Linked DNA regions of Gossypium arboreum: region 2 is linked to region 1. Evidence: chromatin contacts called from public Hi-C data. All regions are on one chromosome and are shown on one strand. The core of a region is the stretch at or near the end of the contact, and the rest is flanking DNA. Distances in the headings are between cores, read along the strand shown.

Region 1 (2,683 bases), core at 128-2,627:
AGAAATTTATATTTTATACATAATACATGACTAATAATCGAATTTGATTTGATAAATTTAACTATTATAATTTGGTTTAAAATTGAAATTTTAAATTTAAAAAAACAAAACTAATATTAAAATAACAAAATTAAAAACAAATATTAAATCCAAAACTTAACCATAATAATATTAAAATTCGATAAAATAAAAATAAAATAACTTGCTTAATTCTAGAGCCCTTGGAGTTTTTAAAATCAATACTAAGAGCATTACTTAAATTTAGATTTTAGGATTTGTATTTTATACATGGTTTATTTGGTTCTCTAATTTTACAAAAAAAATAAAAAGAAATTAGTTTGTCATTTTAATTTTAATTTTTAGACTTTAAATTTATTTTTTGTCAAATCATTCCAAAATAGATGAAAACATTGGTTTTTTAACTTTCTTGATGTGACATACATGTGGATGACATGTCAAGATTTAATTAATTTTTAAAATTTAAAAGTTTCAAAATAAAAATTATTTTTGAAGATTAAAATCATGAAAATCATTTAAAAATTTTAAAAATATAAAATTAATTAAATATTAATGTATTATTCACGTGGTAATCTATGTATGTCATATCAACAAAGTTAATGACATTAACCTTTTCATTTATTTTAGGTGATTTAATAAAAACACAACTTTAATAGTTGAAAAGGTGAAAAATTAAATAGATGATAAAAATAACTTTCTATTTTTTTAATGTAAAATTAAAGAGTCGAAAAAATTATTATGCCTTAATAAATAAATTTATACTGAATAATAAATCAGATGTCATTAATGGCATTTAAAAACAATTACAATTTATTAAACATTTTAATAGTTGAGTAAAAATTTTAACCTACATAATTCATTATCAGTACGGGTGCAGCCAGAAGGGGCAGGGAAGGCTGGCTAAATGGAAAACTTGCTTTATACCTCTTCTCCAAAATTTATTTATTTTAAAAATTTTTCATTAAATAAAATTTATGTGTTTGTATCATATTCATGATATTTTTATTTTATTTTATGATACATTTGGCTATAACCCTTTTTTGGTATCATATCTTACTTCATCATATATATTTTGCATTATTTGTCATACAATTCAATTTTAACCCTAAATTTATTTATTTAAGATATTAAAATTTTGATATATATATTTAAAATTTTAATTCACATGTATTAATTAATTTTTAAAATTAAAAAAATTAAAAATATTTTTATAGTTTTTATACTTTTAAATAATTTTAGTAATTTTAATAGTTTAAAATAATTTTATAATTTTTTGAATTTCTAAATTTAAAAAAAATTAACTAATTGCTGGTATAACATCTATATATTACAATTTATGTGTATGTGATATTTGATGCAGAAGGAAAAATAAAGTTTGTTGATAAAATTGAGGTAAAATTATTTTATTTGGATTTTACCAATACATGATTTTACTCAAAAAAGGAAAGAAGAGGGAAATTGGGAATGATATTAGGATTACATATGGATACATAAAATAATGAGATTAATAAAGAAATAAGAAAAACAGGGAAGCAGGTAGGCGGCCAAGCCAACTCAAACTCGGTAGTTACTTTTGCTTCTTTCTCCTACAGGGTTTTTAGTTGTTAATAATGCTCATCAACATCACCAACTTTTGGCTTAATTTTTTTTTTTTTTTTTTTTTCTTAGATCCCGATCATTTTCCATAACTTCCCTTTCCCAGAAAACTAGAACATTTTAATAATTCTCCAAGTTTCAACTATTCACATTCATTCATAAAACTACAAAACCATTTCCCACTTCCATGTTTGTCAAACAAGCCACCCATTAAATCCATCTGAAAACAACTTCCCAACACTGCGTTTGTTTTGCTCTGTCTCACTTTTTTTTTTCCTTCCATGCAACGAAAACAATGAAGCTAATCCTTTTTTCATTGTTTTTTTGGGCAACATTGGTGGTGAGTGTGAGCTCAGATCTAGCTTCCGACAGGGCAGCCTTGTTGGCTCTTCGTGCAGCTGTTGGTGGACGCATCCGTTTGTGGAATCTTTCAAGCAGCCCATGTAGTTGGACTGGTGTAAATTGTGTCCAAAACAGAGTCGTCGAGTTAAGGCTCCCTGGAATGGGACTGTCAGGTCAGCTTCCCATTGCCATTGGTAACTTAACTCAGCTCCAAACTCTTTCTCTTCGTTTCAATGCTCTGTCTGGGTCAATCCCTTCCGACTTTGCCAAGCTTACCACCCTTCGAAACCTTTACTTACAAGGGAATGGGTTTTCGGGTCAGATCCCGGGATTCTTGTTCACTTTGCAAAACCTCATTCGGTTAAATCTTGCAAACAATAATTTCAGTGGTACCATCCCTGAAAGTGTCAATAATTCGACTAGGTTGGGCACATTGTTTTTAGAGAACAATCACTTATCTGGGTCAATACCAGATATTGAGTTGCCTTCGCTTGTGCAATTGAATGTTTCTTTTAATCAGTTAAACGGATCAATCCCGAAAGGGTTATCAGGGAAACCAAAGAGTGCTTTTCAAGGGAATTCTTTATGCGGGAAGCCTTTGGTTTCTTGCGATGGAACTGAGAGTAGTGGAAGCAAATTATCTGGTGGAGCAATTGCTGGTATTGTCGTTGGGTGTGTGCTTGGTGTTTTATTGGTTTTGATTCTCTTGATATGTTTATGTAGAAGG
Region 2 (2,683 bases), core at 115-2,614, 140 kb after region 1:
GGGATCCTGATCGAGACAAGTCATGACGAGGGCAAGTAAGAGTAGTGGACATTTGCGAACGAGATGTACAAGAAATAGATATAATTCAAGGCGTAGAACTACCCAATAGAAAGACTAGTCGAGAATCAGTTGAGGCATCAAGACCATTTCGAGACAAGTCAAGCTAGTTCCATTCCAAGGATGTGATGAGAGCATCACGAGAATAGGTGGGGGAGAATGTCACGAGCCGCAAATTAAAGCCTGTGACCATTGGACACTAAACATCCCATAGAGGTCAATTGACCAAATGTGGCTCATTTACCTTGCATAAACTAGCTCGACTCATGGAACGTATGGAGAAGCCCATCTACTTGAAGTCTAGTTAGCTCAGTGAAGCACTCAAGTAAAACTAGAGTTACTAGCGTAATTAATGCAAATCCTAAAGGATAAAGATGTATAGAGTTTATATCTCTTAAGACTCATCTTGTAGATAGGCACGAATCTTAGTTGTCGATGTAATTCGATATGTACCGTTGTATTTGGGGGAGCTCAACTATAAATAGAAGCCTTCCCCTCATTCATTTGTATTCACTCAGTTGTAAATCTTCAAAGTAATAGAATACTTTTAAGAGCATATACTCAAACACTCGGTGTGTGCTATTTTTCAGTGGCTTTTTTTATTCATTCGTTACTTTTTCGTTTTGAGTTTGCTTCTGATTTACTTTGGTGCCTTATAGAGAGTTTCTGCTAGAATTCTCATTTTCCGAGTGTAAGACTGACTTAGGCAGATTTGAACCCAAGCAATTGCCTAAAGCCACGCAATTTACTAAATTAAAGTTCTAACCCCGCAACACTAGAAATTGAATCTATTTCTAGCAACAATTATTGAAGCAAATTTCTTATAATGTTGTAAGTTATTCTAAATCTCTCAGTCACATGTTAGGTGACATCCAACATGTAACCCATATTTAATAAGCATGTCCCATTTAATGCGTTCATCACATTTTAAATTTTAATAGATTTAATCTTAAAAAGCGAAATATAATTTGGGACAAGAAATGAAATGTATTGGCGGCTTTAATAAATTAGATAGATAGAGATTTTGCATTCTTAGTCATCAATATGTCAACTTGTTTAGGATTTATCCTTTAATAACATATTTGCCAATCACGCCTTAGTTTGCAAAGTTGTGAGGCCTTGAGTGTATAGGTTCAATTTTTTCTCTATCCAATTCTTAATCCATTGTGTTTTATAACACTTTATTTTAATTATGGATGTAATTATAATTATAAATATACAAACATTTATTATTTATAATTATAAAAAGAAGCCTCCTTTTTGAATTATTGTTAGAACTGTAACCAACATTACCAAGTAAAATAATTTAGAGATACATTATTTTTTGTCTATAAATTCCCCTCTTGTTTCAGACTCCCATAACTTAGCTTGCAAGTCAAAAACTATATTCTCTAATTGTCCGCTCGCTCCCTTCTATGGCAACAAAGTTTCTCTCACCAAAGCTCCTCAATACCTTCCCCTCATTCACTAGGTTTCTTAACTCAGCCTCCACCGCTTCCCTCGCCGCCGTTGCACCTCTCAATTTTGACGAAAAGCCTGAACCCGCCGCTGTTGAAAAACAGCCGACTTCCCTTAAACAAGAATCAATTACAAACGCAACCCTAGACCTTGATGATCACCAAAGGCTTTTTGGTTCCATTCCTACCTTGAACCTACTACGTTCAGCGGCCAACCTCGGGTTGGCTGCTAACGAGCGGTTCGTAGATTTCGGCATGTGGATTATGAATTCTAGGCTCATGGAAACAAGTTTGGTACGTGACGCTATATTGAAAACAGTTAAACATACGTTCTTTCAACACTTCTGCGCGGGTGAAACGACGGAGGAGGCGGCGGACTGTGTGAGGAGAATCCACGACAAGGGTTTCAGAGGGATGCTGGTTTATGCGGTGGAGCATACGAGCGAGAACGCCGGTTGTGATCGAAATTTGGAAGGTTCCCTTGGGAGTGTTGAATTGGCCAAGTCGCTTCCAGCTTCGTCTGTAAGTATTTTTGGTTTCGATTTAGCCATCTTTCTTATCCTCATCTATTCTCCTCCCAACACGTAAACCTCTACGATTCTCAAGGTCTTATCTTCTCCTTCAAAACCATTATTAGCATTCCACTTAACTGTTTTAATTATATTCGGATTAACTGCGGACACTAATATTTTTAATTATTTAAAAGATTAGATACTCTGCTTATACTCAAATATTAAACACGTGAATATAATTTTTTTTATTTTAAATATGATTTTCCCTAGTATTCATATTTATTTTCCCTCTTATCAATCGTAAGATGTTTCAATTTGAAAGTTTTGGATTTCCTTTTCATACATATAAAACACCACCCTTTTATTGCTGTATCCTCATGCACGTGAGCTTTACGTTGTGGAGGCGGTCCCACAAAATTACTACTAGATAGCTCGCTCGTTCATTAAGAGTCAAGATTTAATATGACTATCCAACACCAAAAGTCCAAATATATAAAGAAAAAATTGATGATGATAAAATCGAAGTTTTTTTGTAGGATCATTATAATATTTTGTCGTTTAATAATAGAACAAAGTTGAAAAAAATATAGCCGTATGTGCGTATGTACGCATATAAACAAAGTTGTGATACGGGGGCACTTGATTGCCAGAAGGTTA

The links. Hi-C and Micro-C count contacts between places; a contact is called where the count stands out from the background.
Region 2: a contact with region 1 is called in a Hi-C map of leaf, with 3 times the contacts expected there. The contact joins the promoter of LOC108471519 here to the promoter of LOC108475689 in region 1. A contact is called at or near these places in 3 of 5 Hi-C or Micro-C datasets (all in leaf).

Annotation. Positions count from the first base shown.
Region 1 is chr7:19,032,110-19,034,792 of ASM2569848v2, forward strand. It overlaps LOC108475689 (probable inactive receptor kinase RLK902), which reads left to right and starts at 1,378. Exons shown (of 3, transcript XM_053030294.1): 1 at 1,378-1,581; 2 at 1,971-2,683. The coding sequence starts at 2,117.
Region 2 is chr7:19,171,501-19,174,183 of ASM2569848v2, forward strand. It overlaps LOC108471519 (proline dehydrogenase 2, mitochondrial-like), which reads left to right and starts at 1,365. Exons shown (of 4, transcript XM_017773130.2): 1 at 1,365-2,036. The coding sequence starts at 1,473.